Linked DNA regions of Salmo salar: regions 2 and 3 are each linked to region 1. Evidence: chromatin contacts called from public Hi-C data. All regions are on one chromosome and are shown on one strand. Each heading gives the region's core, a stretch centred on a gene start, on an enhancer-like site or on the middle of the called end of the contact. The rest is flanking DNA. Distances are from core to core; before and after follow the strand shown. Region 1 holds the start of parp12a (poly (ADP-ribose) polymerase family, member 12a). Region 2 holds the start of rxylt1 (ribitol xylosyltransferase 1). Region 3 holds the start of zgc:112052 (protein C19orf12 homolog).

Region 1 (2,768 bases), core at 236-2,735:
GTGTGGGGAATCTAGACTGTGGGCATTTTTGCACTTGTTCCTTGAGTTTAAAGACAAATGTGAACAATGTAAGTACACTGACAAAAGATGAGCAAATTAAACCAAGACAACAGAAGAGTCACATGACTAACTTTCAAGCATTAGTCAGGTCAACAAATGCTGTTGGCTCCTCAGCAAAAATATGTTGTTGTTAGCTACTATATCTATTCACAGCTTATGAATCTGATACTCATTGTATGAGATACCAAATGAATGAGTCACAGGGCCAGTTACAACAGGTGTGTTTGTGGTCAAAGTGTAACAATATCAGATTCTACACCCGAATTATCAACAGATTATACTAAATTCGGTTTACCATTTAGGTAAAATGTTTTTTTATATTGGATATTCAGCTCTCTCTGTCAATAGCTCTTAAACAAATCGTGCCGTGACTATGAAAATGATATATTCTGAATCAAGGGAAGATGGAGAAAAATCCACACCTTTTTTGTTGTTGAAATGTAGATTTTATTTTTCTGGATTTCAATCTTCAATAGCTCTTAAACAAAGTGTGCCGTGACTATGAAAATTACATATTCTGGATCATGGGAAGATGGCGAAAAAACAATTCCATTGGGGGGGGCTCCATCCTCCATCTCCCTTGATTCAGAATACATCATTTTCATAGTCACAGCACGCTTTGTTTAAGAGCTATAGAAGATTTAAAATCTAAGAGCTATTGAAGATTTTGATGGATTTCAATCTACATTTCAAATAAAAAAATACATGGATTGTTCTCCATCTTCCCTTGATTCAGAATATTTTTTTCATAGTCATGACATGATTTGTTTAAGAACTATTCAAGATTTTAATTCAATTTTTGTTATTAAAAATAAAAGTAGCGGATTGTTCTCCATTCACCCGATTCAGAATATACCATTTGTATAGCCATAGCATGCCTGGTTCAATAGCTATTGATGAGAGAACAGAATATCCAGTATAAAACTAATTTTACCTCAGAGTATTTACCTATATGAAACATCTGCAGTTCCACTATGAGATAAAACAAATTGTTTATATAGTCTCACAGAACATGACACCTACCCGAACCTGCAGTTACCGCATACAAAGTATCTGCACAGGTGTAAGTTCTCGCAATGAAGACACTCGCCAGGAGGGCTTTGACAGACTCGCAGTGAAGTCTTTGCAACAATAACACTGTTCTGGCTCATAGCGAGACGCGAGGCCTTTCCTTCGCCTTTACTGATGGCATATTTTTCTCTGTCACAAAGTATTCCAAGTAGGACATCATCCGCAACAGTGAACTTTTGACCAACTATCTGGTCAAGCCGCTTGAAGTCCAAGCATCCTTGATTTCCACACAGAATTTTTGTTACATATTGAGACACGATAGACGACATCGTGTTTCGGTAGCAGGGAAAAAGAGATTTTATGATCCTCACCCAATTTGCAATTGGTCGTCAGTCACACTTACGGAGAAACGAAACTGAAAGTCAAAGTTCGAGTCGTGCCCTTTAAACCGGTTTCCACTAGATTTCACAGCCATAACGTCAAAATGTTCTATAATATTGTAAAAATTCATGAAAAAAATATAATTTTGTCGTTTTGGTTAGGCACAAGGTTAGCAGTGAGGTTAAGGTTAGGTTTAACATTTAAAGTAGCAATAGGCGGGGTTTATGACTGTGGCTGTGGAAGCTAGTGACCAGGTCCTAGGGACGACACTTTAAACCTCTGCTTTCAACATGGACTATTTGGTAGTTGTTGAAAATTCACACCACCAGGTCCTCTGTTTATATGACTAACATAGGATTTTGCATAACCTCTGCTTTTTATTCCACTGTGTTATGTAAAACATGAAATACATAAAGTCATGTAATAATACCTAATGGTCACACGATGGCATTACAGTATAGCAATGAACAACAGAACTCCGCAGACAACTTTTGTTACGTGTCAAGCTGCTTCTACAAAGTATTGACTCAGGGGTGTGAATACTTATGTAAATGAGACATTTCTAATAAATTACTAAACATTTGTAAAAACATGTTTTCACTTTGTCAATATGGGGTATCGTGTGTAGGTGGTGGAATTTTTTAAAATATTTAATCCATTTTGAATTCAGGCTGTAATACAGCAAAATGTGAAATAAGTCAAGGGGCATGAATACTTTCTGAAGGCACTATATGCAGCAGCACTAACTCTACGTCAGACTTAAATATGGGCTAGCCGCTAGAGAATAAGGAACTCATAATGGCATTTACTATATGTAACCCCTTAATTTGCGTGCATTGAATGGTGCGGTTTATTCTTATGGACTTTCAAACATATCAGCTTAGGTCTTATACAGTTGAAGTCGGAAGTTTACATACACCTTATGCAAATACATTTAAACTCAGTTTCACAATTCCTAACATTTAATCCTAGTAAAAATTCCCAGTTAGGATCACCACTTTATTTTAACAATGTGAAATGTCAGAATAATAGTAGAGAGAAGGATTTATTTCAGTTTTATTACTTTAATCACATTCCCAGTGGGTCAGAAGTTCACATACACTCAATTAGTGTTTGGTAGCATTGCCTTTAAATTGTTTAACTTGTGTCAAATGTTTCAGGTAGCCTTCCACAAGCTTCCCACAATAAGTTGGGTGAATTTTGGCCAATTCCTCCTGACAGAGCTGGTGTAACTGAGTCATGTTTGTAGGCCTCCTTGCTCACACACACTTTTTCAGTTCTACGCACAAATTTTCTATAGGATTGAGGTCAAGGCT
Region 2 (2,725 bases), core at 20-2,519, 170 kb after region 1:
CAGCCACACGATTCACAGCGTGGAACTGCATCAAGGTCTGGACATGCTGCAGCCACCGGGTGGCGTAGGAGATCTTCTGCTGCTCCCGGCCGTTCAGCACCAGAACCACACTGTCTGTGTCCAGAGGAACGTGGCCTTGGATCACCGCTGGACCTGTGTAGAAACTATAGATAGACAGAGAGAGAGAGATGGTGGGGTGGAGGGCTGTCAGAATAGCTGACATCAGCTAGATCATATGCATCTTATATTGTGATAGGAGTCTCATTTGTGATGCCTTACCTGAAATCTATCTTTCCCACCTGTATCTCCCCCTCTCTCCACTGTGCTTGTATGTCGGTGGGGTTGAGGGGACCTTCTAAAATATGTTCCCAAAGGTAAAGTCCTGATAGAAGAGAGGAGTTACTTCAGAGGGACAATATCCATAAGAATGTTTTTTTTACACACCATAATGTAACCTAACATTGTAAGAGGAAGCATCAAACAACAAAGAGATACCAAGCAATATTGTACAACTTATCACAGAAGATCCCTAAAAAGGCATTACCTATGGCCGCTTTCCCCCAGATTTGAACTTTGTATCTCTTGGGCCTGTTCTTGTCAATGCGCTCCTGGTATTGTCTGAAAGCATCCCTCTGTTTGTGCAGAGCAGAAAGCGCATTAGCCTGCTCATCCTCCCAAGGGTTCCACACATCATCCCCAATGTAAGGAGCCACAACACCACCACCTGTAATCACCAAAACAACAGGAAAATAACACTTACTGGAGCTAGCTAGTTAGTGGTTTTCACATGACGAGTCCATAACCCTGTCAGGGTATTCACGTGGTGACTCCAGACCCAGTTTTGCCGACCCACCACGTAACTGTTATTTGAAGTACCCTGTGGCCACATATGCTTGTAATGCTCACCATTTTGGATTGTAACTGTATATGATCATATACAACATTGGACATGACCCGCAAACTATGGACAGTAAGTTTATTTTCTCAGATAAGTAGCTAGCTAGCTAATTTACCTGAGGTTGCGACTGTAATTTTCTTCACCACTCTGTGGACACGGGTGATCACCTTCGTATTAAAAAATACATTGTATGCAGCATACAAGGAAAACACCACATAGACAAAAACTATCAGGATGAATATTTTTCTGTGATGTTTTTTCATGTTTTCCTTCTCACGTTACCATTCTGCACTCGAGTACCAGTTAACCCCTTTAAAGTAACCAATATCTGTGCAGCTCGTTGTCTCGGAAACACTGAGAAAGCAATCAAAGGCGACTGTTTACAGTTCAAGGACCCAGCTCAAAGGCTGGCATAAGATTTGCCGGAGAAAAGTTATTCCCCTTTTGGAATTCATCTATGTGAAGCATTTTCTTTTATCGTCATACAGAACCGATTTTTATTTTGATAATTAAAGCGACTCGTGTGGCATATTTGAAATTAAATACAAAACAAATTGCTTACAAAGATGTTATAAGAATTGAGACCGCGCGCTGAAACATAATCCCGGATGTTACCCAGGACGTACCTAATGTGGAGCGAGCTGCCAGTTAAGGCAAAGACAGAAACTGCTTATCCTTTATAAATCCACGATCACGCTCGTAGGCGATGTCATGGCGACGTTGGCTAGCTAAACTCATGCGCAGAAACACGCAATCGGGTCTAACGGTCGACACGCGCCAAACTGCGCATGTGCAAGCCATCAAATCAAAGGCAATCCAATATAAAATAGTGTTTGACGAAAATGAAAAGGTGCAGTTTATCACTTTCAACAGGTTGGACTAATAACATGTACAACTACTTAAGACATTGGCTCGAATCAAGGTTGTGCCTTTAGATTTCGATAAATAAAAATATATAAAACTTCTGTCATTGACTACTCAAACCCCGGCCTGGTCTGCTTCACAAGCTTTCCCAGAAGTCTCGCAATGTTGCCCCTCTGAGTTTAAAAACTCTTGCGGTTAAGGCAGATTTATTAGAGAAAGGAGAGATATGAATCCCACTGGGCAATAAATGGGTGAATGTATAACGTCTCACCCAGCAGACTGTCGACCAATCGCGTTCACATTGTCGTACAGCGTCACGCGGTTGCTAAACCGAGTCGAGAAACCTGCCTATTTTCCTCGAAAGTACTTAATGTCAAGATTCCAAAGCTATATGATATTACAGATAAATTAATTATCTCACATCTCCGAAAATATTTGTTATGTTGTACTTCTTGTTGACGAGACGTATGCGAATATATTATTTTGAGCTAGCACCCAATTGACTCCCATTAAGTCCTTAAAGGAGAGCTTTCATTGTCCCAGAATGCACCGCGCGGCCCATTGACGAAGTTACTACGATTCCAGTGGATTTTTGCATCTCCTCAAAAGTATCTCTGGTTAAGACATAGGGAACCCCTCACTGTTCTTTTTCTAGCGATGGGAAGGTCGACTCTTTTTATTCACTGTGATCTTTTCGATTCGTTCAGTCAAAGAAACAATTATTTATACTAATTTCATTAATTTGAGTCAGTAACTATGTTTCCATCAGTGTAGGCTGCTGATTGGAGGATGGCTCATAATAAATGTCTGGAAAGGCGCAGTGGCGGTTCTAGACCATTTCAACTGGGGGGGCCAAGCTCGGGCCAGTTACATTAGACGTTATTGTTGTCATATCGTTTTGCATGTGGTACGATACTGTTGTGTTCCACCTAAAGCCATCCCTCTAGAAAATGTGTGGGTTAA
Region 3 (2,964 bases), core at 221-2,720, 200 kb after region 1:
GTGACGTGGCTGGTTTTCTTTTTGTAGACTGTGATTTCCTGTAGACCCTGCCACATACGTCTCGTGTTTGAGCCGTTGAATTGCGACTCCACTTTGTCCCTGTACCGGCATTTCGCTTGTTTGATTGCCTTGCGGAGAGAATAACTACACTGTTTATATTCAGCCATATTCCCAGACCTTTTTCCATGGTTAAATGCGGTGGTTCGCACTACTATAAGAGAGGACAAGTTGTGTAAGTATTGTCATTTAGATGTGAGACAAACAACTCGTGATTTTTATAATCCTCACTCACCCACAGCGATGCCAAGGGGGCCTCCAACCAGTCCTCCTGCAAAGGCTAGTCCCCCTGCTGCCACCGCCCCTTTGGAAGATCCCTTCACTGTGGTCTTTATCTGTTGGTTTGCAGATAACTCGCAACACAGCCGCACAACATCGTTAATTCGTTGCGACATTCTGGGGAACAAAGGTTAAGGGTTTAGACCCACGTTTACAATAACTCAACAATGACACTGACAGCTGCATAGAGTGAATGGGCTGAGGGGAAAACATAATAGGCTATTGCTGTTTAATGCCACAATCTGCCAGTTCAACAGTCTGACCCACCAACTTTTGGGGTAAACTGAGGGATGGGGCGGGGGAAATGTAAACACTAAAATTCATAGTGCTATGGATGCAAGGATTGACAGTCTGAGATTATCATGATAGTTTAAAACATATAAGTTAGAAATCGTTTCCAAACACTCAAATGACAACAAACATTGACTAATACAGCCATTGATCTTGGGCTATGATAAGACAGCTGTACTAAGGTCATAAAGCATTTGAATTGCATTTTATAAGAATCAAATGGGTATATGATTACCTTTAAAAACCCTATGCATGACCTTTGAACAGCAGGAAATATGTGGCAACAATAAATAGATAAGGATTGTCATCAATGTCATATTATTTCAGTATATACTCTATAATCGAAATGTAAGTATTCTGCTTGTTTTGGTGAAGATATCTTTAATGTATTAACTCCACAATACAAGTAATGCTTATTCTATTTGCTAGAATGTATTTGCTACAATTCAAGGTACAATGTATCACTTCAGAACGTTAAAGATGATCACGTGACGATGATAAGTAAATTTACTCTCTGACATTGAATGTGTTTTACATTGTTTCGCTAAACGAATTTGCAGCGATAAGATACAAATATTGTAATATAAACTAATAGTCAACATACCTTGATGATGAACTAAATTCCTTGTATATTGTCTGCCTACTATATTTATATGAAGGTTCAATTCCAGTCAAAACTAGAGGTTTTTTCAAGCGTCATTCTTGATTTCCCGAGCCTTGAGAGAGTTCCATTAGACTGAACCGGGGAAAACCGGTCTATGGCACGTCACGTCACCAGGCAAAAGCGGTGAGGGAGGAGCACCCTCTCATCGAGCATCTTCTGGCCATAATGTCAACAAAACATGATGAATCGTTCAGAAACACAAAGCATGTATTAATTTTTATATAAAATATATTTGACAATTTCTTTACAAATAGTCTTCCTTGGGAAGTGTGGGTAAAGCGATATATGCGTTTTTATAAAGATCTAACACTTTTGCATGTGAAAACACTGAATCCTAACTCATTAATCCACGTACTTAACATACGTCACTTTTGTTTTCAGAGGACTTCCCCGTTTGATTTGACCGTTTTACCCGGCTCACCACCAGGAGGCAGCCCAGTTTCAAAACGAATGCGATCAGCACTAGCCCGGCGTACCCGGGGCATTAATCGAATTCCTTCCTTGTCACGGTCGTATTGCTTTAAGGTACTGGTTCATTTCCTGTAAAGCCACTACGTCAGAGAGATGTGAGCCAATGAGAAGAGGTCTGAAAATAACCTTATCGTGTTGGCTTGATAGTATTTAATATGTGTTTTTTTTTTTCAATAATAGGTTATTCAAACATTCAAACTACATCAAACGAGTCAAACTACATCAAATTAGCCTACATCTCTAATCAATTAGATTGATACACATTGCTGGTAGAAGTTGTCTTTGAAACACAGATCTAGGATCAGCTTACTTGTCCCAAATAACAAAGACATGGCCACAGTACTGTCTTTGATATGACTGTGAACACGATGCAAAAATGTAAAAATGTCTATATCTTAAAAATTCATCAATATATATATTTATGTCTTAATTTATGGTTAGGTATAAGGTTAGCAGTGTGGTTAAGGTTAGGTTTAAAATCAGATTTTAAGAAGAGAAATTGTAGAAATAGTCGGGGTTTAGCCATAATTTTGACTTTGTGGCTGTGGTAACTAGTGACAACCCAGATCAGGGCAACTTCATTCTACTTCCCTGAGCCTCTGCTGAGCACAGTGGACCACGTGGTCAACTGGCAGCGTGTTTACACATGTGACTTCATTGATACATCTCCCGTGTTGAGTTCTGAGCCTGTGTGCCCTCTTGCTAAGATTGTGCCATTTGAATTTACTGTATATCATTCTGCAAAGGAGACAGACTATTAATCTTCCCAACTACACTGCTGTCCTCTATCATGAGATCATCCGGCCAATGAATTATACCATGTGCATCTTGGAGCAACATTATAAATAGATTATTCGATTTTGCATTATGCCAAAGAATGTAAAAGACAATCATGACAGTAATTTTACAACCTCAGTCATCATACTAGTTGGATTGATGGGATAATATTGAGTGAGAATTGTTTCTTTATTCTGTAAATGTGTCAGCTCTGTAACTAGTGAATTTACAACTGTAACTTGAGATATAATTTGCGATATAAGGTAAACACTCAAGGTTTAAAATGTAGTTAAAGCATTTGATTGGGAATAAAGATAAATATGTTTAATTTAATACCATTGCAAGAGAGGGAAATCCTGTTTATATGTAGCCTATTGGATACAGTCTTACATACTGTGATCCTTTCCATTCATTTGCAACATTGT

The links. A called contact is a pair of places that touch in the nucleus more often than the background predicts.
Region 2: a contact with region 1 is called in a Hi-C map of gill, with 6 times the contacts expected there. The contact joins the promoter of rxylt1 here to the promoter of parp12a in region 1. A contact is called at or near these places in 3 of 3 Hi-C or Micro-C datasets (blood, gill and muscle).
Region 3: a Hi-C map of gill shows a contact between it and region 1, with 2.8 times the contacts expected there. The contact joins the promoter of zgc:112052 here to the promoter of parp12a in region 1. A contact is called at or near these places in 2 of 3 Hi-C or Micro-C datasets (gill and muscle).

Annotation. Positions count from the first base shown.
Region 1 is chrssa16:15,798,179-15,800,946 of Ssal_v3.1, forward strand. parp12a (poly (ADP-ribose) polymerase family, member 12a) reads right to left here and starts at 1,486. Exons shown (of 12, transcript XM_014147896.2): 1 at 1,084-1,486; 2 at 1-40. The coding sequence starts at 1,400.
Region 2 is chrssa16:15,970,046-15,972,770 of Ssal_v3.1, forward strand. It overlaps rxylt1 (ribitol xylosyltransferase 1), which reads right to left and starts at 1,270. Exons shown (of 5, transcript NM_001173886.1): 1 at 1,014-1,270; 2 at 545-724; 3 at 280-382; 4 at 1-164. The coding sequence starts at 1,161.
Region 3 is chrssa16:15,996,417-15,999,380 of Ssal_v3.1, forward strand. zgc:112052 (protein C19orf12 homolog) reads right to left here and starts at 1,471. Exons shown (of 3, transcript XM_014147886.2): 1 at 1,232-1,471; 2 at 293-453. The coding sequence starts at 452.